Regions from separate parts of the Mus musculus genome. Here region 1 is linked to region 2. A link is a contact called in public HiChIP or PLAC-seq data. All regions are on one chromosome and are shown on one strand. The core of a region is the stretch at or near the end of the contact, and the rest is flanking DNA. Distances in the headings are between cores, read along the strand shown.

Region 1 (6,556 bases), core at 515-3,014, 50 kb after region 2:
AGCATTCTCTGGGGAGGGAGGTTAGGGCCCGAGTTTAACTCATCTGCAAATTCTCAAAGGGTCTGCAAGGAGCTTAATTCTGCGAGGGACATTGTTTTTTCTTGTCCTCGGTGGTAGGATGGTCCAGTGATCAGCACATCTGGTGTGTTAGATAGCAGTGTCACCACAGAGGCAGAGTATAGAAAGGAATAGCATCTCTTTGAAAACTCCAGTTCTTTACTTTGTGAAGGACGAATAGGAGATGGACAAACAGAAATTTCCAGAACACACAAGTTTAGCATCAGGTTAAACAAAACTAGCGGGGAAAGTTCGGACGTAGGTGATGGGAGTCTGGGTGGCAGGCGGAGGCCGATGGGGGATGAAGGGAGCAGCCTTTTCATCTTGTTGACCGACGCTGCCTGCCGTCTCAGATCGAGCACCTGTACGGCCTGACCGTGTTTGAGAACTATCTCTACGCCACCAACTCGGACAATGCCAACACGCAGCAGAAGACGAGCGTGATCCGAGTGAACCGGTTCAACAGTACTGAGTACCAGGTCGTCACCCGTGTGGACAAGGGTGGTGCCCTGCATATCTACCACCAGCGACGCCAGCCCCGAGGTAAGCGGTCAACAGGGCACCTCCACAGTCGGCTTCACCCCAACAGCACTGTCTGCTCTTCTGCATATCTCTTTCAAATTGAGAGTGTTTCTAGGCACCTTCCCCAAGCTACTTCTCCTCGCCTCTCCACGACCGGAATCCCTTATGCCTGGGTTGTGGCAAGGCGGTGAATACTAGTTCTGGGCTTCAAAGTCCTAAAATGGGACAAGAGCAAAGAGCACCCCCCATCTGACCCGAGCAGAGCCCCCTGAAGGGTGCTGACAGCTCTCTCCTCTGCCCCCAGTGCGGAGTCACGCCTGTGAGAATGACCAGTACGGGAAGCCAGGTGGCTGCTCCGACATCTGCCTCCTGGCCAACAGTCACAAGGCAAGGACCTGCAGGTGCAGGTCTGGCTTCAGCCTGGGAAGTGATGGGAAGTCTTGTAAGAGTGAGTATCAGGGAGAGTTGGGCCTGCTGGGGGTAGGGGTGGGTCCACAGACATTCCCCTGTAACCCGCTGCCTCTGCCTAGATGCAGAGAAACGAAGGGCAGAGACATAAGGGGCCCACACCCAAGAGCAGCGATATATCTAGCACACGATCACTCATTCTGCGAGTGTTCAGCAAACACACACTGGGTGTTTGACACCGTTCGGGCAGTGAAGGGTGTGGGGGGACAGAGGAGTTGTCAGGACAGTCGGAGGATGTGATATCTAAGCCAAGCTCTCTGCTGATGAAGTGAGGCGGCCAACCGTGTGACTGCTGAGAGATCATTTATGGAGGAGTGAACTTACGGTTCAAAGGCCCTGAGGCCAGTGTAGGGTGTGGTCTGCCGAGACGCTGGGTAAGGTGTCGTGGTGTGAGTAAAGGGAAATGAAGGGAATTTCTCACTGGGATGAGGAGCTTATGACCACTGTGGAAAGAAGATGAGTGATTGGGTGCGTCCTGTGTACGCTTATACTGTGCTGGGCAGGAGGGAAGAAGCCAGGTGGCTATTTCCATGGTGTGGGTCAGAGTGACATGGTTTAGGTTAAGATGGTGACAGACTGGTAGAATGACCAGATACCAACGTGCTCTGAAAGCACTCCGATTTCCATGAAAAGTTGCTTGAGTCAAATCCCCATGACACAGCGGCTCTAGGACTAGAGTGGAGCATGTTATCTTGTGTCTTCTGGGAGTGACTCATAGCCCTGTCTGCTCCAGATCTCCTGACCCAGCCCAGCCAACGCACTATAGCACCTCAGACCCAGATTTCAATTTGGGTGGTGACCATGTGTGCGTGTGAATGTGCGCATACATGTGTGTGCATTGTGTGTATGCGTGTGTGTCTGTATCCATGTGTGTGTGTGTGAGTGCATGTGTGTCTGTGTGTATATGCATGTGTATCTGTGTGTGTGTGTGTGTGTGTGTGTAAGCGAGTGCATGTGTATCTCTGTGTGTATGTGAGAGCAAGTGCATGTGTGTCTGTGTGTCTGCATGTGTGTGTGTGCGCGCGCACGTGTGCGAGTTCATGTGTGTATGTGTGTGTGCATGTGTGTATGTGAGCGAGTGCATGTGTGTCTGTGTGTATATGCATGTATGTCTGTGTGTGTATGCATGTGTGTGTGTGTGTGCGCAAGTTCATGTGTGTCTGTGTAACTTTGTGCCCTTTGTACTTGCCCTAGAACCTGAACATGAGCTGTTCCTCGTGTATGGCAAGGGCCGACCAGGCATCATTAGAGGCATGGACATGGGGGCCAAGGTCCCAGATGAGCACATGATCCCCATCGAGAACCTTATGAATCCACGCGCTCTGGACTTCCACGCCGAGACCGGCTTCATCTACTTTGCTGACACCACCAGCTACCTCATTGGCCGCCAGAAAATTGATGGCACGGAGAGAGAGACTATCCTGAAGGATGGTGAGGGCGTCAGAGGTGGGCGGTGTGTGGGAAGAGCTCCTGGGGGATGAGGCGCCTGAGACAGGAAGACATCAGAGGCTTAGATTGCTCCCTCACAGTATGAAGAGTCCTTGCTGACAAGCTGGCTGGGCTGGTTGGCATGGAGATGAGGGGATAGACAGGTTGACCCCTGTGTGACCCCCTTCTTGGCTGAGCCAAAAAGAGTCGGAGGATGGATGGATGTGTTAGGCAGTGAGGGCTGCCTTGGCCAGCCCTTGGGAAAATTCAGGGTCTCGCCGCCATTGGCTCAGAGCCCTGGAGCTGTGTACAGCATACAGCCAGGAGAGGCCATAGGCCCTGAATCACAGCCGGGCCTGCCATGTCAGACAGGGCTCATCCACAAGTGTAAATGCTCAGAATGTATGCAGCTGGATCTCATGGCCACGGATATCTCTACCTCTCTGTGGCCTGAGAACTCTGTGTCTGTCTCTCCCTCTGACCTACTTTGGCAGGGCCACTGTGCAGTGGAGCCGTTCCCCTTGAGGGCTTCTGAGCTGTGTGTGTTTTATACCTCAGATCTGTTTTTGGGGGCCCCAAGATCTGGTTCCTTAACCAGTCAATCTGGCTTGCTCCCCACCCTCTGTGCAGCTCAGAGAACCTCAGCAGTCAGCAATCATAAGACTGTGTGGAAATCAAGAATGACTCCTGTCAGGAAGACACTGGGGACCCCTGTACAGGGGAACTGCTATTTAAGGGACACTAGATAAAGCCTTTGGCTAAGGGAAAATTCACTTCCTAATTTACTCATTTTTGTGAGTACAGGTTTTTTAGGCCCAGGATGGTGGCGTCATACTGGAGCAAAGAGCCAGTGCATATCGCCCCGGCTGTCCACCTAAGCACAGGCCCAGACATGCCCTCATCTGAGAGCTCCCCTTAGTCACGTAGTTTCCTGGCTGCCTCATGCTGTTTTTCAAAATGTAGATGTGGCATCGTAGATGCAGTGTAGATGTGGCATCTGAAAGGGTCGTCTCCATCCCCACCCCCACCTCTGCCCCACCCTCCCTCCCCCATCTGCCCACCATTCAGGGCACCACATGCCTCCTGCTCCCCCTGCCTGGCCACCATCTCTCTCTGTGTCATGTGTCCTTCAAGGGTCACCCCCATGCGCTCTCTACACCCTCACAGGCATCCACAATGTGGAGGGCGTAGCCGTGGACTGGATGGGAGACAATCTTTACTGGACTGATGATGGCCCCAAGAAGACCATTAGTGTGGCCAGGCTGGAGAAAGCCGCTCAGACCCGGAAGACTCTAATTGAGGGCAAGATGACACACCCCAGGGCCATTGTAGTGGATCCACTCAATGGGTGAGTCTGTCCCTGGGCGTGGGGTGGATGCATGTACATCTCAGAGGACTGGGGAGGGAAGCGGCAAAGCCAGGGGCGTGGCTGAGGCAGGCAGGCTGCAGAGGCAGGAACGGGAGCCTGAAAAAGGAGCCTGAAAAGAGAGCGTGTGTTTGTCCGTCTGTCTTGAGGAGGGAAAACAAAACCCTGGTACGCAACCGGAAGTCTGCTTCTGCCGCTCCACTACAGAGCTCTCTCCTGGTTCCCCTTGGCTCCAAGCCGCCCTAGCCTTTGGGTCTGCACAGTTCTTGCTTGCCAACATCTGCACCTGCCTTCCTTCCCTCACCCACCACTTCCTGTCCCATCCTTTGCTGTCTGGAACTCCCGGATACCTCACATTTGGTTTCTTGTCAGCGTTGGGTCTCAGAGAAGCCCCCCACCCCATCCCTGTTCACCCAAACTTGCTGCCTAGATTCTCTCCGCCACTCACATTTAATTTTCCTCCTGATTTTATCACTCCGACACGACTTTCTTGAACAACTTGTTTCTCCTGGGATGTTCGCTCCTAAGAGATGGGGAACCTTGGTTTTGCTGCATCCTGGGATGCCAGAGCCATGCTCCAATTAGAGTAGCCATTCATGGTGGCCTGAGTTGCTGTGATGTGGGGTTTAGAGAGAAATAGCTCAGAGAGACCCCTGGGAGGAACTCTGGATACCACCTAGATACCACCTAGTGCCTAGAATCACAACAGAAGCTGTTGTGACAAGGGTGACCATGTGGTGCTGACCAGTCACTGCCCACAGGTGGATGTACTGGACAGACTGGGAGGAGGACCCCAAGGACAGTCGGCGAGGGCGGCTCGAGAGGGCTTGGATGGACGGCTCACACCGAGATATCTTTGTCACCTCCAAGACAGTGCTTTGGCCCAATGGGCTAAGCCTGGATATCCCAGCCGGACGCCTCTACTGGGTGGATGCCTTCTATGACCGAATTGAGACCATACTGCTCAATGGCACAGACCGGAAGGTGGGCAGGCATGTGTGCATTGTTTAACCCTGTTTCTATGGAAACTCCATGAGGATGTACATGTCTGTGTGTGTAGGGCTTCGTGCTTCTTACAGGTCTACACATGGCTACTCTATGAATGTATGTTTTCATGTTGTGTATATTGTCTTCTTTGAGGATGTCTATCTGCATATGGCTGCCCACAAGCACACCTGTGTGTGCACTTCTGTGCGTGTGCACATACATACATATAACACACTTCAGGGTAGTCACGCAGCAACATGTAAGGTGCTAAGGGGTAGCATATATGCATATTTGTTCACTCCGTTGGTTCATGAGTTGTGTTTGCCTTTAGGTATATGGGCCAAACTGTCTTGGTGTGTCAGGCCCTTCACAATAAAGCTCTGGGCACCTCTACCATCTTGTGTCTCCTACTCCCCACAACTCAACACTCTATGAACAAGCTGCACTAGACAGCTTGTTATTCCAGAACATCATAGGCCTCTGCTCCCTAAGCCTTGGCTTCCTGGGAGTCCCCCTAGTTCTTCTTGGCTCTCTTTCTCTTGAAGATTGTGTCCAGGTCCCTCTTCCCACAGATTACCTACATATGCCCTCCATAGGACAATGGTGCTCTTAGTACCCATCACAGCTCAGCCCATAATAAATCCCAATAAATGTTGCTTAGGTAGAGAAATAAATGGCTGAATGTTGGTGTATGTGTGTGCGCAAGTGCACATGTGTGTTCATACATGTGTGTGTGTGTGTGTGTGTGTGTGAGAGAGAGAGAGAGAGAGAGAGAGAGAGAGAAACACATAAATGACATATTGAACAGCCTTATGAGAGGTCCGTATGGACAGTGTCCTTTCTGAGTCACCTGATGGAGCCAGCACCACCAGGGCCCCTAGTTGTCCCTTGGGAATCTCTATTTGCCCTCCTCTCCTCAGAAACATCACCTCCATTCCTAGATTGTATATGAGGGTCCTGAACTGAATCATGCCTTCGGCCTGTGTCACCATGGCAACTACCTCTTTTGGACCGAGTACCGGAGCGGCAGCGTCTACCGCTTGGAACGGGGCGTGGCAGGCGCACCGCCCACTGTGACCCTTCTGCGCAGCGAGAGACCGCCTATCTTTGAGATCCGAATGTACGACGCGCAGCAGCAGCAAGGTGCTCCTTTATGGGCTGGGGATGGCGGGTGGGTAGGGTGGGACCCCTGGCTTTAATGTCAAAGACTTCCCAGAAGCCTCTGTTCCCCATTCACTTCCATTCCCTCTCTTTCAACGCAACCTTCCTTTCCCGACTTCCTCTTTGGTCTCCTCACTTTGTGTATTTTTCCTTTCCTGACCCTGCCTCCCCATCCTTTTCCTGCCCTCTCCTGCAGTGGGTACCAACAAATGCCGGGTAAATAACGGAGGCTGCAGCAGCCTGTGCCTCGCCACCCCCGGGAGCCGCCAGTGTGCCTGTGCCGAGGACCAGGTGTTGGACACAGATGGTGTCACCTGCTTGGGTATGAGGGGCCTGGCTTGCACAAGGGTGGGAAGGTAGCTCCAGCAGAAGAATGGCAGAGGGCAGGGGAGTTCTCTGTGTTTCCAGTAGAGATTAAGGAAGCAAAGAGGGGGCCCTGAGATGCTGACAGGAAGCAAGGGATAGGGTTCAGAGAAGGCTCTGGGGCTAAAGGAGGATTGGGGGTGGGGTAGTTCTGAGGGCACGAAGATGGGGCAAGTGAATGAGGAACGAGACAGCGAGTAAGAA
Region 2 (6,398 bases), core at 3,427-5,926:
TGCCTCAGGCCAGGACTTCTCTAAAGATCTATTTATTTATTTTATGTATGGGAGTACACTGTAGCTGTACAGATGGTTGTGAGCCTTCAATGTGGTTGTTGGGAATTGAATTTTTAGAACCTCTGCTCGCTCCGGTCAACTTCACTCACTCAGTTGCTGACTGCTCTGGCCTAAAGATTTATTTATTATTATACATGAGTACAATGTAGCTGACAGATCTCATTACGGGTGGTTGTGAGCCACTGTGTGGTTGCTGGGATTTGAACTCAGGACCTTTGGAAGAGCAGTCACCCACTGAGCCATCTCGCCAGCCCCCAGGATTTCTTTAATGCTTCTGAGACTCAAGTTATAGCAAGGAAGTCAGGTTTCTTTTCTCTCTCCTCTATCTAGGTAGGTTCTCTGTAGTCGCCAGCCATGACCCCTGCTCCCCACTCTGCTGGCTTGTAAGAAAAGTTCTATTCCAGCCCTGACTTCCCTTCCTGGTTTAGCCTTCTAAGAGGTACAATGTCTACATGTTAACATGTACGGCCCACCAAGTCTAGGCCATTTGATACACACTAACAAGTCCTCAATTCTGAATTCTACTAGCAACAAGGGCTCTCAAAAGACGGGGAAGACACGGAACAAGACTCACCAGGGCTGGCTCTCCAGCCAGTCAGCCAGGAGATGCCGTAGGCGTTGTGGAAAGTCAACATAGAGCCGTTGCAGTTTTTCTGGGGACATCTTGGAAATTAGGCCCCACAGAGACATGATCTGGGATATACAGGGTGCCTGGGGAAGAAGAACAAGGCCTTTCAGTGAGGCTCCCAAGAAAGCAGCCTGGCTGCTGGGACAGCCACAGCTCCTCCATACAGATGGCCTTGCTGAGAACCTCCTTCAGTCTTGCTGGGCTTAGAATGCTGGATCTTTCCAGAGCTTCTGGTTCTTTCTAGTTTCTCATGGTTCAAGCTAAAGTCCCAGAGAGTTGAGTTAGGAAGTGGTGCATCACAATATTCTCCTTCCGCCATTTGATCATACCCACTTCCAAGACACCTGAAGCCACAGGCTCCCTTGGCAGCAGTATCCAAAACAAGGCAAAACCTTCAGTGGCAGACACAGGCAAGCTGAAGAGCTACAGCCAGGTCAGTGAGGGGACAAGAGGACACAGGACGGAAGGGGAGGAGCAAGGTCCATGGAGACAGGTGGACCTGGTCTGGTTCTGGGGGGGTATAAAGACTGTACTCTATGAAGTTTGATCTTCTTATCATGAAAAAAGAAGGCTGAATGAATAGGGTACCTTCTAAATTTTTTGTCTTAAGATTTTCTGGCTATGTTGCCCAGGCTGCCTTTGAACTCCTGAACTCAAGGAGTCCTTTCTTCTCAGCCCCTCAAGTGAGATTTGGGTACATGTCACCATACCTCTTCTCTTTTTAAACACTTGAAAGCAGGAAACAATTTTAATTTTTTAGAGGTGCTGTGAACAAACTCAGGGGCTTGGATGTGGTAGGCAGGTGCTCTGAGTACATTAGAGGAGCTCCCTATGTAGCTTAGACTGGCCTTGAACTCAGAGAAATCCCCCTGCCCCTGCCCCTGCCCCTGCCCCTGCCCCTGCCTGCTGGGATTAAAGACATGCACCACAATGACTGGTCAGCCTCGGACTCTTGATCCTCTTATCTCCACTTCCCAAGGGCTGGGACTACTGACGTGCACCACCACACCTGACTCCAACTTTAGATTTTAATCTATGTGACACCAGTGTCTGAAAAGAGCATGCAGGACATCATTCTGACCCAAGACCATGGATAGGGCCTGAGACAGCTTGCAGCATCTACCCCTGTGTCTTCTATATTTTCTCCCATATACAGCTATGAAAAGCTTAATATGTAAACTGGGCACACAAAGAGATCAACGACAACAATAATAAATTACGCATCATACTGTAACAAGAGTTACAATGAGGAAATTTGAAAGACACCTCAGTGGTAGAGTGCCTGCCTAGTATTTGTGAAACTGTAAGTTCAGTGCCCAGCACTGCAAAAGTCACCAAGCTAGGTGATGAAGATGGTGGAAGAATAACAATGTCTACAAGTCATTATGCACTATTCCATAACAGGTATACCATACTCAACTGTGTGTGCATGTATGTGTGTGTGTGTGTGCGCGTGCGCATGCCTGCGCGCAATCACGAGAGTGTGTATATGTGTGTGCATGTTTGTCTGTGCCTGTGTGTGTGCACAAGCACGCGCATGTGTGTATGTACGTGTGTCTGTGCCTGTGCTCGTGTGTATGCATGTGTGTATACACGTGTGTATGCATGCATGTGTGCACGTGTGCAAGTGTCTCCCAGGGCCTCACACATGCTACATTGTGCTCTTTCCTGAGTTACATTCCTGCCCCCTCACAATATTATTTTTAGCTTTTTATTATCTTAATGGTTTTGCCTATGTATATATGTGCCTCTAGAAATGGAGTTAGAAACAGTTGTGAGTTGCCGTGTGTGTGTGTGTGTGTGTGTGTGTGTGTGTGTGTGTTGGGGTGTTGGGGGGATCAAACCCAGGTCCTTCAGGAGAACAGCCAATGCTCTTAGCCACTGAACCATCTCTCCAGGCCTATTTTAAAGTTTACAATTATCCCTTTTCCTAGATGAAGAAATTAAGGCTCAGGAAGGTTAACTTGTCCAAGGCCACTGGGCAAGAAGTTAGTAATCTGGCCCTTACTCATCATTGGGATTAATCACTATACTGTGCTGTTAGAATTCCCTCCAGCTCAGAGATCCCATCACCTTACAGATAGGACAGGAAGAGCTGGGAAGGGGGAAAGGGAGGGAAGACCAGAGAAGCAATGAGGACTGATCAGTCTGGAAGTGGGGGACAACAAGACAGCCAAAAAGCCAGAGGAAGAGAAGAAGAAAGGCAGGGAAAGAGGAGGGAGAGGGAGCAGAGTGCTGGCTCCTGAGTCTCTCAGGGGCCTCAGAGTGGGCTGGGTTGAGGGGGATGGCTCAGTGGTTGATGGGAGGGATGGCTCTCAGTTTATAATGACCTCTCAGAGAGGAGGAGGAGGAAGATGGGATGGAAACTCCCTGGGTCTCCCCAATTCCTCCTGCCTTTTGAGCCTCTTAACTCCCACAGGACTCCCATATAGAAGAGAAGGAGGCCACTTCACAGGACATTGCCTACCCTTAACCATCTTCCCGGTTGCTCTCCCACTCCCTGAGTTCTCACTCCCAAAGGCAGAGTCTTCAACTCTTGCATAGGGTCCTCCAACCAGACTTTGCTCTAAAACTGTCTACCCCGTTGGGTGGGGCATCCCGAAGAGTCACATTTGTCTTATTTTCAAATTTAAGAGAGGATTCTGTTCCCTTTTCCTCCCAGTCTCTGGAATGTTCGGATTCCAGACCTTTGGCCCTATCCTTACCCTACTGGGGACTGGGACCGCCAAGCCAGGAACAGCTCCAATTTCCTCTAAATCTCCCTGTAGAGTGACTCAAGTCTCATCCTTCCCCCACCCCAGACGCCATTAAGCCATATTTTTCTCCTGAGCTGCCGGTAACGTTGCAGGGTCTATAGGTCGGGCTAGGACAAGGACCGTCCTTTCTTGAGATCAGTCCCCTAGGGTGGGAAGGCGGAGCTACACTTCAAGAGGCGGGGCGAGCTTTCCCTTCCAGGCTCCCCCTCCCCGCCGTAGGGGAAGCCCGACAACCTAGAAGCTTCTTCGTAAGCTTGGTGGCCTAAATCTATCCCCTCCACTCCCGCATTCCGAGTCCGCTGGCCGTGTGACCCCAATATCAAAAGTCAAGGGCTTCCCTGAGTTGTCCAATGTGCGTGTATATATGACGGTGGCGGCGCTGGTGGGGGTGGGAAAGGGTGGGAGGAGGTGGAGCCAGGTCAGCATGAGGAGGGTTAACCCCCAGCCGGCTGCCCTCCACGGGGAAATCTCAGGGTTTACTGCGGCCAAAAAAGTGAGGGGGAAAGTCCCCCTCCTCTGGGGCACCATGAGATCTACATCTGGGTCTCTCTCACCCTCCAGCCACACCCTGAGTAGGAACCTTTAGCGGGCAGCAGCTAGGGGTTGGACAGGCTCGGGGACCCTGGAGCATCAACTTCTAGGGAAAGGCAGCCATGTCCCCCAACCCAGAGAACCTTTCTTCTCCTCTGCCCAGCGACTGTCCCAAGACCCAGGAGGCGCAGGGCTGAGGATTGGGGAAAGTGACGCGACACGTTGGGGACCGGAATGTGGAGGCCTGTACCCACCCGAGTCCTTCGAAAGTTGGAAACTGCCAAAACCCAGTGCCGTCAGCTAACCCCAGATGAAACTATTTTCAGGGGACCAACTGCCCCGCCCAGGGGGGAGGATCCGAGAGGCCCCGAAAATCCATCCCTCGTGGTTCGTCAAAGCCCCCCCATAACCTTCCCTACTCGCAGACGTCCCCTCACCTCAGCAGCCCCGCTGCTATCTTCTCCCTCTCTCAGAGGGCACTACCAAGCCCCATGGGTCTGTAGGTCTGTCCAGCGGGTCCTGGGCTGGCCCTAAAAACTCAATGTGTACAGACACACACACACATATGCACACAGGCACGCGCGCACACGCTCGAGCGCGCGCACACACACACAAACACACACACAGGCACGCACGCACTCGTCTCCGGGCCTTCTTCACTGTAAACCCTGGCTGCCCCGGCCTGCTGTTTCCGGCTTCTCTGTCTGCCCAGGTCCCTCCCTGGCGCTCTGACGACACAGAGAAGAGAAAGTGGGCTGGAGGAGGAAGAGGAAGAAAGTGGGGTGAACCTGTATGTACCCGGTGGGGAAGCACGTAGTGGGGAGGGCAAAGCTGGAGCTCCATTGAACCACACTGGAGGGAGGCTGACCTTTACTCTAATCCCCTTAGCACTGATCCATTCCCCACTCCTCGGAAAAGTCACCTAATATCTGGCAGAGGCATGCCACCCCGAACTGCCTAGCTACCACACAAACTTTCTCCGGGCCAGAGATTGGGACCTCGGGGAACTGTGCTATGGGACATCTGGGTTGTGTGCGTCCTCCAGTGGAGGACCCTGAAAAACAGCTGGGAGCCCGAGGCCCCTGCACAATTAGGCTCACCTCCTTCCAAGGCAGGAACGCCTTAGAAGTCCCGTGATACTGTAGGGAGGAAGTGGGGGAGGGGAACCCTTAGCTCAGAATTCTGGAAGTCTCCGGGAGTCCCTTGGAGGAAAAGGAATTCATTCGGGGATACCACGTCCCAAACCCTAGTGATAGCCACTGAGGGCTGCCAGGGTGCCAAGTTTGAATGTGAATATGCTGTGCAACCTTGGCAAAGTTCCTATCTGTTTCTGAGGTAAACACTGAGACACACCCCAAAACAAATATGTGCAATTTCCCTGGCCACAAGAAAACACACACACACACACACACACGCATACACACACACATACACACACGCACACGCGCGTGTCTGAGCTTTACACATGTAGCAGCAGGCTCTCACACATGACAGCCCTCAGAGCCTCTTAGAGTCACACACACACACACACACACACACACACGCCCCTTGTTCAGCCTCTGAATCACCATCATAACCAGAGGACTGTCCTGTAGTTTTTGTTGGGGAGGATAACAAAAGGCCAAACCTGAAAGTCGAGTGTATGGAGGGATAGTCTGAGGGTGGCTGTGTCAAGTTGGAATTTTGGCTTTCCATTGCCTTTCAGGGCTGGGCTGAAAGAGCAAAAGCCAGGCTTCTGGCGCCCCCTGGTGCCTGAGCTGATTCCTCCACTGCACATCCGTGGGCACTGTACACAGTGCAAACTTAGATCCACCCAGGTGCCAGAGCAAACTGTACATGTACATATAATATAATCATGGACTCTGAGCAAGACCTATTTGTGTTCAAGTCCTGCCAAAGATGCTAACTGCAGAATTGGCTGGTTCATTATCTGTAGGACGGAGCACGCAGAGTGGCTTAAGCTGTGGGGTTGTGAGAATAGAATATACTGATACATAAAGGCTCAGAGGAACTCTGGTCACCTAGTAAACAGCAAGCAGGAGGTACTTTTGTTGTTGTTGTTGTTGCTCAGCTACTTGGTTGGACTGTGGTTGTTGATGCTGTTGTTGAGACAAAGGGTCATGTAGCCCAGGATGGCCTTGAAATTGCCTAGTAACCAAGGACAAACTTTAACTTCACCTCCCAAGTACCAGGCTTAGAAATATGCAACAAACAGCAAGAGGGCTTGTGATGCTAAGAACTGAACCCAGGGCTTTTTGCATGTCAGGCAAGGATGCTACCAAATGAGTCACATCCCAACCCAACAATTAATATTTGATGGGTTGGGTTTTTTGTTCTTGTTTATTTATTTATTACATATGAGTACACTGTCACTGTCTTCAGACACTCGAGAAGAGAGAGTCAGATCTCATTACGGATGGTTG

The links. HiChIP or PLAC-seq counts read pairs in DNA pulled down with a chosen protein or histone mark.
Region 1: an H3K27ac HiChIP or PLAC-seq map of embryonic stem cells shows a contact between it and region 2, with 10 read pairs. The contact joins the enhancer-like site here to the promoter of Stat6 in region 2. A contact is called at or near these places in 1 of 39 promoter capture datasets (macrophages), 2 of 15 datasets of contacts at CTCF or cohesin (CD8 T cells and the NIH/3T3 cell line), 8 of 484 Hi-C or Micro-C datasets (LSK cells, bone marrow-derived macrophages, differentiating spermatogonia and 5 more), 15 of 115 datasets of contacts at active chromatin or transcription factors (CD8 T cells, the HPC-7 cell line, the SCID.adh cell line and 8 more) and 3 of 9 other capture datasets (adipose tissue, liver and pancreatic islet).

The regions. Positions count from the first base shown.
Region 1 is chr10:127,587,824-127,594,379 of GRCm38.p6, reverse strand. It overlaps Lrp1 (low density lipoprotein receptor-related protein 1), which reads left to right. Exons shown (of 89, transcript NM_008512.2): 9 at 411-600; 10 at 884-1,027; 11 at 2,242-2,478; 12 at 3,643-3,823; 13 at 4,603-4,825; 14 at 5,770-5,971; 15 at 6,186-6,311. Among named protein-coding and RNA genes, the nearest start is that of Gm16217, 5.1 kb to the left of the region's middle. Within about 2 kb of position 1,764, at least 95 of the 459 cell types and tissues checked have an H3K27ac peak or open chromatin away from gene starts, as enhancers often do. A contact at or near this core is called in the SCID.adh cell line, adipose tissue, bone marrow-derived macrophages and 6 more, where this site is marked.
Region 2 is chr10:127,641,264-127,647,661 of GRCm38.p6, reverse strand. It overlaps Stat6 (signal transducer and activator of transcription 6), which reads right to left and starts at 4,676. Exons shown (of 22, transcript NM_009284.2): 1 at 4,413-4,676; 2 at 635-771. The coding sequence starts at 750.